Linked DNA regions of Hordeum vulgare: all the other regions are linked to region 2. A link is a contact called in public Hi-C data. All regions are on one chromosome and are shown on one strand. The core of a region is the stretch at or near the end of the contact, and the rest is flanking DNA. Distances in the headings are between cores, read along the strand shown. Region 1 holds the start of LOC123449000 (THO complex subunit 4A-like). Region 2 holds the start of LOC123449003 (UDP-glucuronic acid decarboxylase 6). Region 3 holds the start of LOC123449002 (trifunctional UDP-glucose 4,6-dehydratase/UDP-4-keto-6-deoxy-D-glucose 3,5-epimerase/UDP-4-keto-L-rhamnose-reductase RHM1-like).

What was found. Hi-C and Micro-C count contacts between places; a contact is called where the count stands out from the background.
Region 1: a contact with region 2 is called in a Hi-C map of seedling, with 4 times the contacts expected there. The contact joins the promoter of LOC123449000 here to the promoter of LOC123449003 in region 2. A contact is called at or near these places in 1 of 6 Hi-C or Micro-C datasets (seedling) and 1 of 1 datasets of contacts at active chromatin or transcription factors (embryo).
Region 3: a contact with region 2 is called in a Hi-C map of seedling, with 6 times the contacts expected there. The contact joins the promoter of LOC123449002 here to the promoter of LOC123449003 in region 2. A contact is called at or near these places in 3 of 6 Hi-C or Micro-C datasets (leaf and seedling) and 1 of 1 datasets of contacts at active chromatin or transcription factors (embryo).

The regions. Positions count from the first base shown.
Region 1 is chr4H:469,616,975-469,620,476 of MorexV3_pseudomolecules_assembly, forward strand. LOC123449000 (THO complex subunit 4A-like) reads left to right here and starts at 1,776. Exons shown (of 5, transcript XM_045126060.1): 1 at 1,776-2,133; 2 at 2,261-2,404; 3 at 2,950-3,018; 4 at 3,098-3,276. The coding sequence starts at 1,912.
Region 2 is chr4H:469,852,378-469,855,845 of MorexV3_pseudomolecules_assembly, forward strand. LOC123449003 (UDP-glucuronic acid decarboxylase 6) reads right to left here and starts at 1,823. Exons shown (of 13, transcript XM_045126062.1): 1 at 1,478-1,823; 2 at 1,192-1,293; 3 at 1,017-1,103; 4 at 288-375. The coding sequence starts at 1,281.
Region 3 is chr4H:469,717,815-469,721,410 of MorexV3_pseudomolecules_assembly, forward strand. It overlaps LOC123449002 (trifunctional UDP-glucose 4,6-dehydratase/UDP-4-keto-6-deoxy-D-glucose 3,5-epimerase/UDP-4-keto-L-rhamnose-reductase RHM1-like), which reads right to left and starts at 1,579. Exons shown (of 3, transcript XM_045126061.1): 1 at 1,329-1,579; 2 at 1-742. The coding sequence starts at 736.

The DNA.
Region 1 (3,502 bases), core at 526-3,025, 240 kb before region 2:
CAATTATCAAAACCACCATAGGGAGCAATTGTGCTTTCAATTTCCCCATTTTTGGTAATTGATGACAACATATACATCAAAGTTTCGACAAAAGATATAATCAATGATTAGCATTGAAGCTTTGAAAAGTATGTGAAAAGCAAGAGCTCCCCCTAAATTTGTGCTTTATTTAAAATTTGCGTTTGAATGAAAATGTACAATCGATTAGGATCATGGGTTACTCTTCGATGTCACATACATATTGGTGGTGCGTAAAAGTAAAAGTAATGCACATGACACCAACAAGATAAGTGAGTGATCATCACAAGGATATCTAAAAGATGATATAGTAGTATCACACAGGATAAAGCGTATGATCAACCACATAGACAGAATAAAGTCATCCAAAGAACAAAGTTTTTAAAACCAAACAAGAGAAAATAAAGTCAAAAGCTCTCTCTCACACGAAGTCTATGATCTATATATTTCTCCCTTTTGGCAACAAGTTATCAAAAAGTTAAAAAGTATAGAACTACTCGTTTCTCTGGGCAGCTGATGATGGAGTCGATAGAACAACGTCGACGAAGGCTTCTGCTGATGTCCCTGGAGTTGGAGGAGTTGATACTGAAGGAGCGTGAGCTGGAGCTGGTGCTGAAGGTGGCGAAGCTTGTGCTAAAGATGATTGTCTTGTCTCCGGAGCAGGAACAACAACTGACCAAGGCTGGGTGCTGAACCTAGTGGTAGTGGGAGGATGAGACTCATCGTCGTCATCATCATCATCTTCATCTTCATCCTCTGAGCGTGGAATCTTTACAGAGTCAACTTCATGTTGAAGTTGTCTGACAATGGTGGTCAACTCAGTTACCTTCAAATCCATGTTGTGGAATTTGTCTCCACAACTCTCTCAAAACTCTTCTGATTTTGCATAATCTCCTGAATGTTCTTCTCCATGCCTTGGACAATGCTCACTAGAAAAGCATTTGGTCAGCTTGAGTTCTGAGCTGTGGAATTGGAGGTGACCTATTTCTAGCAGTTTCAGCCTTTGTTGTCTCTGCTGCCATTCATGCTGTAGCTGAGTTAGGACCATTGTTATCCATCACAACCTTATTGTCCTCAAATTTAGGTTGAAGAGGTAGATGGAGACGATCAAGTTAATATGCATGCTTGCCTAGCTTGACATTGATGAGCATCTGAATATAAGGTGCATATCTACAAGATCTCTTCTGATACGCAATAGTCTTTTGGATAGTCTGAACTATCAAGTCCATCACTCGAAATTTGGTATGAGTATCAAGTAGGTGTAGCAGGTTGATTAAATATCCTCTGATCATTTTCTCATCTCCTCACTTAGGCAAAACTGCTGAGCAGAGTACAACTCGAAGAAGGCAATCAGAAGACAATATCACAATTCGGACAATTCGTTTTTTTTAATGTTGAAATTGTAGTAGTTCCCATTGGTTTTCCCCGCACAGCAAAGAGTTCCCTGAGTCTTGAGCAGAACAATTTTTTTATTTTAACGAACATAGTTCTGCTTTTCCCCGCAAAAACGAACAAACATAGTTCTGCTTTTCCCCGAAAAAACAAACAAACATAGTTCTGCTTTTAAACTGGTTTGGCATAAAACGGAATTTGTAGGAAGGAAGAACGGCCCCGATCCGCGAAGTCCCGAACCGACCCAGCCAAACAATCCCCATCGCGCCCGCGTGGGTCGTGACTCGTGCGCCCCCACCCCACCTCCACCACGCGTTCTCCCTACGCGTCTCCCCCTACTATTTTATCGCGCCCGCCTCCCGCAAAAATATCTCCCAAATTCCCCAACACCCCACGACTTGGTAACCCTATTCAACTTCCCCATCAATTCGATTCCCCATCGCCGAGCTCCCCCCTCCCAACCCTAGCGCCAGATCCGCCCGCCCCCGCGCGCGCGAAGCCATGGCGGAGACCATCGACATGTCGCTCGACGACATCATCAAGAACAACAAGAAGGGCAACTCCTCCTCCGGCGGGGGCGGCCGCCGCCTCGAGGGCCGCCGTGGATCTGCCGCTGGCGGCAGCGGCGCGGCCTCCGCCGCCTCCGCTGTCGGAGGCGTCGGCCCCAACAGGCGCGCCTTCAAGAGGTCGGGGAACAGGGCGGCGCCCTACCAGCCGCCGAAGGTACGAACGAATCGCACGGGCTACTAGGCTTTGCGCCGTCGGCGAAGGGGATCGATGGACTTCCGTTTTCGCCGAGGCGCGGGAGGATGATCCGGTGGTTTTCTCACTCTGGTGTGACGCGATCCAGGCCCCGGAATCGGCGTGGCAGCACGACATGTACTCGGACGCCTCTGCCAGAGGCGGCGGCGGCGGGAGGGTCTCGGCTATCGAGACCGGCACCAAGCTCTTCATCACCAATTTGGACTTCGGCGTCTCGACCGAGGACCTCAAGGTATATACGTCGCCGGATCTACATGTCGAGTCGTTGCTCTCATACTCATGTAGTTATTCGGTTGCTTCTGAGTAGTTGGTCCCCGACGATCTCATATAGTTTATTTCTAGATCTGGCATAGGCCAGTACTATAGCTGTAATTTGGTCGTGCTGGTAGCCTCGCGTTGTTGTAGTGGACCGAGCTAATCTTTTCTGAATTTTCTTAGCTTGCTTATTAGGTGAATAGGACTTGGTTTAGTTTTCAATTATAGTTCTTAGCTTATTCCAAATGGTGTGGCCTCTTTGGAGGTGTGGTTATGTTCTCATTTGCGCTGCTGTAATCTTGATTTGATATGTTTAATTGATGATGTGGATTTCTTTGTGTGCATATCTTATTGCTTACTTCGTAAGTTCACAAAGCTGCTCACATGGGGTTCTTTTCTTGTTATGGTTTCTCAGTTTGTATAGTTTACTTAAACATTGATATCGTTCTCCATAGAATGCTCTTGCTGTTTCCTGTTCATAGGGTACTCTTCCTGAGTTATTTTTTTCTTTCAATGGTTCAGGAGCTTTTCTCCGAGCTGGGTGATCTGAAGCGATGCTCGATTAACTTTGACCGAAGTGGGCGGTCTAAGGTACGTGATTCCGTCTTATGTTTTTCTTTGTTCCATGTGTGGGTTCTGTGCGATGCCTGACAGTACTTGTGTGTTGCAGGGAACAGCTGAAGTTATATTTGCAAGGCGTGGTGATGCTGTTGCAGCGATAAAGAAATATAACAATGTCCAACTTGATGGCAAGCCTATGAAAATAGAGATACTTGGGACTAACACTCCTACAGCTCCAGCTGCACTACCAACCAATAATGGAAGCTATGCTAGGAATGTTGCTAAGAGGTATGTTAGATTTGACGCTTTATTTATTTGTGGATTCAATCCACAGCAATTCAAACATCTAAATTTGCCTGTTTGCTAGAATTAGTCATAAACTCCTATGTGATATTAAATTTTGTGGATGGTGATAATACAATTGTTTGCTGTAATTGCTATGATATATAGCAGAAGTGTTCCATTGCACTATGACCAAGAGACTTGTCCATCAGTTTGTTAGGCAAGTGCGATC
Region 2 (3,468 bases), core at 573-3,072:
CCATAGACAAATGAAATTCTATGGTGTAGTTGACTCAAAGGCTTCACTGACTAGTTTAGAAGATTGCAGGTTCAATTCAACAGACAACTCAGGACATGTTTTTTGTACATCCATTGGCTATGACCAAATAAACTTATGGTTCTTTATTTCTCGTTGGTTAACAAGGATCTGTACAGTTTAACGGAAAAGTGGAAAGTAGAAAGAAACAACTTATGTGTTAGTATGGCCACATGGAAATGATATGAATTGAGAATTTACTACAAGATGTGTTCAGCATGCAGTATTACCGTGACGGATGAGCTCAAATCTTGGGTGGCCGATCCACTTCTTCAGGTTGTCTTTTGAACCAGTGAAAAAGTTGTCAGCAACAATGACCTGAACCAAAAAGAAGACACAATCAGATTGGTCTACATTTGCTAAGTTTGTCTGTATAGATCTGCATAGTAACAATACTGGATTCTACAAAATCAACCGAGCTCCGAATCATGTAGAATTGTACATAAACAGTACATGAGAGAGCTCAGTACCACTAACAGGCACTCTGCTTAATTCAGAAGTACTCACAGCAAGATCTCAGAAGCATTGCCACTGGATCTTACTCCCTCTGTACAGACTAGTTCTCCCCAACTACAATTATTTAGGTACAGAGGGAGTAGTTGATATTACATTCTGAGACAGATCGAGGTTAAGCTGGGACAGCGATAGTTCTCTAAAGCACCGCCACTGGATCTCTGTAATTCTAAGTACTTGATTGTGGAGCAGAGTTTCCAGCTTGAGCTCTAAACAGTAGTGCCCCACACCATGCAAAAACCAATGCCCAGGCTTGCACACTGAGATCTGGCCTGGCACAAAGCAACTCTCCACTCACAACGTCGTTTTCGCTAAATCCTAGACCCACTCAGTTCGTGACTCTGACTGTGCCAGTCAGATCCAAGCGGAAGGGAGTTGACCCCGCAGGGGTCAATTTCGGCAACAGCTAGTAGAATGATGCTAGGGGATCTGATGTTAGTCCTCACCTCGTTCTTCTCGTTCTCCATGAGCTTGTCGACGAGGTGCGAGCCGATGAAGCCAGCTCCGCCGGTGACCAGGATCCGCATGTTGGCCTGCCCAAACCCACCACACAGTCCCAAAATTAGCGCCAACCGAGCGACAAGCAGCGAGATCCAGCAGCGATCAGATCCCGACGCGTACCTGGAAGAACTTGGAGAAGCGGATGGGGGAGGGCGTGGGCGGCGGGCGCGTGGTGGCGCCGTTGCCATTGGTGGCGTCCTTCTGCGCCATCGCGCCGAGCACCTGCACACGCAGATCCAACCGGGCCGAGAGATCGTCAGAGAGCCACACGACGCAGCAGCCCAGCCCAACCGAACCCAACCCAAACAAAACCTTGCCGGATTCTGGACACGGTCTATCTGATCGACGATCGCGACCGAAGGAGGAAGGAGGGAAGGAGAGGATGAATGAACGGACGGATGCTCACCAGCGGCGGCGGTGGTGGGATTGGGGCTTAGTTCGGACACGAGGAAGCTGCGCGTTTGAATCGGATTAGACCGACGAGACGAGGTGGATGGAAAGCCCTCCCCAGATCTGAGCCGTATTTATAAGCGCCCCCTGTCTGTCTGCCTGCCTTCCCCCTCCCCCTCGCATGAAACACACACCGACTGCTACCAACCGGCGCCAATCAGTTCAGATCCCATCCCACTTCCCACCACACCACCCGCCTCCAACAACATCTGCTTTTTTCCTCGAGGGAGGAAAGAAAAACAATGCCGGGGGGCGGTGAAAAACCGGGCGATTAATCAATGCCTATTCCGTGCAGTGCAGCTCGCGCTTCGGATGGAAGCAAAGCTGCCGCTGATGGTGGCGCCCGGCGACACCCCAGCCGGTGGCTCGTGCGCTCGATGGGGACAGCTCAGCGCGCCCGGCCCGGCCCGGCCCGGCCCCGGATCCGAGATTTAGAACCGCGATTAGGCGTGGGTTTGGTGGGGGGTTCGGCGTCAGTGGGCGTTGTTTAGGACTGGGAGGCGGGTGGAGGGGGGGAGCGCTCGCGTCGCTGCCAGGTGGGGCCATTGACTTCACGCTTTAGTTGTTGGCGGGTAAGGTTAGCAGCGGCCGTTGATGGCTTCGCGGGCCGACCGACAGGATTTCGCGGGCTCGACCCGGTATGAGCTCTGTCGGGTTCGAGACCGCCCGATCACCTGGTTGCTTGCGACATACACTACTCGGGTCGGGGTGCGTCGTGATCCGTGCATGCTGTAGTGAGCAGATGCATCGGCGAGATGGAAAGTGGGAGGATTTGAAGAACATGGGCACCACGTCATGAACATCACGGCTGCATTATCATGTCACTGACGTTTTATAATTCCGGGATTGTCAGTCCGAGCTGCTCCAGCGGAAAGCTTACATCTTTTTAGTGCCGTGGTTAGTGGGTGGTTACGCAGCTTGCTCAAAAGTTGGGGGATTAATAGTGCCACGAGGTCCATGACAATCTACTGTATAATAGTACTGGTAGTATTATTCTTGCACATACCTTTAAACAAAGGTTAAAATAAATTGGTGTAGCTGTACTTATATTAAACAATCAACCGGGGTTTTCCCTCGTGTGGTTTTGGTGATGGATCTCATTTATGCCTTGAGTTTTTCTTTCATTGCTGCGGGAATACCCCTTAAACTTGTTGTTCTCGCTCTCGCATGCTACGACCATGGACACATAGACGAATTTACTAGTGGACTACGGCGGCTATTGTTAGAGGCGGAGACAAGACCCATACCTTGGGGGCTGGGTCCAGGGCGTGTGGCAGAAATTCTTTGTTGACCGTAGCAACCCGGACACTGTTTAGCATTGTAGCAACACTGCTGCAAGCCTAGGGCCGGGCCTTGGCCCAATCCTGGCTTCGCCACTTGTTGGAGGTGCATATATAGAACATCTTCTCAGTCTTCTTCGTTGATGGGATGTATTCTAGGGTTTTAGATGAGCCTTATCCTCTCCTAAACTTTTTCCTGTTGTTGAAGAAGTGCGTAGAAACAAACGGGAACAAAATTAATGAAGAATTTCGTCTGAATGAACAACTTTCAGAGCTAAAATCAGCTCATACGATTGTGATGTCATGTATGTGACGGTGTCCCATGCTTAAATGCAAAATAGAAAAGTAATTTTACACTACCTCTATCTATGTACCAAAATATAAGACCCAACTCAATTTAAGCTGCAAAAACGTCTTATATTTTCATACGGAGGGAGCAGTTTTTGCATAGCATATGTTTGTCTAAGTTTTTTCGACGTGTGAAGTGGGTTTTGGGTCCTTTATCTATATCTATATCTATTACTTACTAATAAATAGGATGCGTTTCTTTTGTCCGTTCATCCATATTATAATTTTTCATCCTTCCAAAATAATGATTAGTTTTTCTTGATCATTGTTCTTTTCCTTCCACCGCCCATGTTGATGTCTTTTAGGCCTCACGAGTCGC
Region 3 (3,596 bases), core at 329-2,828, 130 kb before region 2:
GTCCAACCTCTCCTTTGTGAAGAACTACCTCAAAAGCTTCAGCAACATCCTCACAGTACAGATAGCTCCTGACATTAGAGCCATCACCATGAATTGGAAGGGGCAGGCCTTTCATGGCCAAAAGAATAAATTTTGGGATGAGCTTCTCAGGGAACTGATTTGGCCCATACACATTGTTGCCTCGAGTCGTAATCACAGGAAGACCATAAGACCTCCCATAAGCCATCACAAGCATTTCAGCCCCTGCTTTCGTAGCTGAATATGGATTTGTCGGAAGCAACTGCGAGGCCTCATGGTTACCAACCACAGCATCCTCATCAGTTTCTCCATACACCTCATCAGTACTGACGTGAATAAATCTTCTGATCTGGCCAGTAACCTTGCATGCCTCAAGGAGAACATGGGTACCATATATATTGTTCTTTGTGAACTCAAATGAATTGCCGAACGAATTATCCACATGAGTCTGGGCAGCAAAGTGCATGATGGTGTCAATGGACTCAGTGATGAGAAGGTAGTTCACCAGATCAGCACTTGCAATGTCACCCTTGACAAACTTGAAATTTGGTGATGGCCGGGAAGGGTTGAGATTTTTCAGGTTGGAGCAGTAGTCAATCTTGTCAAGGACAACAATCTTGTAGTGAGGATAGCTCCTAATTAGCCGGTTTGCCACATGGGATGCAATGAAACCCGCAGCACCAGTTATGAGGATGTTCTTGGGCTCATAGGTCGCCATCTTGGCCTGCAAATTAATATCCAAACATGCAACGTGTTATTAATTATTCTTACAAACTTATCATTGAAGTTACTAGGAAAACAAGGCAACTCCTGCTAAAACTAAAAGCAGATATACTCGTACCATCAATGAAGAATAGAGAAAACATTATTAACTCCGTAGCCATCAGCAGGCCGTGGAATAGTAAAACAGTAGATAACTGACTAAACTGATACCATAGCCATGAGCAGGCTATGGAGTAGTAAAACAGTAGAGAATTGACTAAACTGACACCACAGCCATCAGCAGGCATAGCAGAACACCCGCCGCACTACAATATCCTGATCATGGCAAATGCAATTTTCACTAGGCGCCCATCAATCTTCCATCATCACGATCCCCAGGTCCAGCGGTGGCAAACACAGTCCAGCGGTGGCAAACACATATACGCAACGTGAAACCACGACCGAACTCTTCGCCGCGGCAAATAACACACGCACGGGAATGGTACACTGCGCAAGTCTGACCGCAAGGTCGCCACCGGAATTCCAGGCGAGGACACGGATCTAGGAGCAGGCAGCGGGGGAGGGGGGGGGGGGGGGGGGGGGCTCACCAGGCAGATCGCGCAGGCGGCGAGGGCGCACCGCGGGCGCGCGGAGGAGATCTGGCGCGCGGCGGCGCCTTGGAGATCGGGAGGGGTCGAAGAAGAATCTTGGAGGGGAGGAGGAGGGAGCAGCGAGCACTCAACTGCACGGCGCCGACGAGTACGGGCGGATGGGGGGCTTAAAAGAGAGTGGGGCGGAAGGAGGATCCTGACCGTTTCGCCGCGTGGTCCGCGCGTCCATTCTCGTTTTCGTTTTCCTTTCCTCCAGCACAGGAGTAGCACAGGCTCTTCTAGACGGGACTTTCCCACCGACCTGACCACCGTGTGATTTGATTTCTACCTCCGTCTGGTTTGCTGGTTTCCTTGGTTAAACTTTGACTTGTGGCTAAATATAATTCTTTTTTAAAGGTTTTATTAGAGGATTACGTAAGGATGTATATAAACATATTTTAGAGTGCAGATCCATTTATTTTGCTTCGTATGTGGTCTCTTAATGAAATCTCTAAAAATACTTGTATTTAGGAACGGAGGAAGTAAAATAAGTAAATATGTTATCATGATCAGATCGGAGAGTGTGGATGAGGAGCTTGTAAAGACAACCCTCCCGTGGAGGATTGACAAATTCCTTTGCAAATATCTTGGTCTTCAACTTAGCATCAAACAGATGAAGAGGTCTGAATGGCATGCAATTGTGGATACCGCGCTTCACATTATGCCTGGTTGGCAGTGAGGGTTGGTCACCAGCCTTGGAAGGCTCGTTCTCGTGAATCAGGTCGTGCAGGCGCGCGCTACCCACCACCTTTTAGTTGGTGAAGCGCCCAATTGGGCTTTGGATCGTGTTGACAAGTGGTGTCGTGCTTTCTTTTGGGCTGGATAGGAGGAGGTACATGGTGGCAAGTGTGTGGTCTCTTGAACTAGAGTATGTCGCCCGAAACACCTTGGTGACTTTGGTGTCATTGACTTATTCAAGCATGGGATTGCTTTGAGGCTCCGCTAGGAGTGGCTCAGGCGCACGGACAGGGACATGCCATGGCAAGGTTTGAACCTAACTGCAGACAAACGTGTGTCCGAGACTTTTGACAGTCTAGTCAGTTGGGATTTAGGAGCGGGCGACAACATCTTGTTCTGGAAAGATAGATGGATTCATGGTGCCACGATCAAGGAGATTGCCCCTCTTGTGGTGGCAAAGGTCAGGACACAAGTTGTCAACCGTCGCAAAGTCAAGGATGCTCTCCTGTCTCAGGCATGGACTAATGACATCGTTGGGGAGTTATGCCCTGAGGGCCTTGCCCAATTCATCTCTCTTTGGGAGATTTTCATGAACGTGCAGCCCGATCCGGAGACGGGGGACAGACCGATCTGGGCTTGGCACAACATTGGTGTATACTCGCCTCTTCAGCGTACAGGATGCTTTATGAGGGAGGAGTCAGGTTTCCCTCTTTCGCTGCCATTTGGAAGTGTTGGAGTCCGCTTGCGAGCAAGATCTTCATGTGGCTGACGGTGCAACACCGCTTGTGGACTTCTGATAGGAGGGTCCGTCATGGATTGCAAGAACACCGTGCTATATGTGCGACCAGGAGGAAGACACATTTGAGCACATCCTCATGCAGTGCGTGTTTTCTCGGCAATTTTGGTACATCTGTTTCACCAGGATGGGCCTTGCTGGCCTCATTGTACCTTTACCACACGACACCTTGGTCCAATGGTGGTTGACGACGAGGAAGCGTATCACCAAGCCTACCCGTAGAGGCTTTGACACCTTTTTCATACTTATTTGTTGGACCATCTGGAAGCAACGCAATGGAAGGGTGTTTGACGGGAGCCAGATCAAGAACGAGTGGGGTACGGTTGACCTTATCTTCGATGATTTTGGTACTTGGGTCGGAGCTGGAGCACTTGGAGTCACACCATTAGCCGAGTAGTTAGTCATCTTTAGGAGTGGAGGGGAGGGTTGTGCTGGTTAGGATCGACTTGTGATCGCTAACTAGCTACATGTAATCTCTTATACATATTTCTTGCCTTCTACAAAGCTTGGTACGTCATTGGTGTACCCTCGAAAAAAGTAAATAAGTTATATACCATAAATATAGTATCACTCAAACCTCTTTTGAATATGAATTCAATAGTATAAGTTTTATGACGTATAATGTATATTTGTTGGTCAAATCTACATTTCAAATTAACAAAAAAATACGAAGAAGGGCAATAGACTCAAACGGAGGTAGTACTGTGATAATGGCATCTCCAACTTGTTCACCAAACTGCCTTTAAACCAAA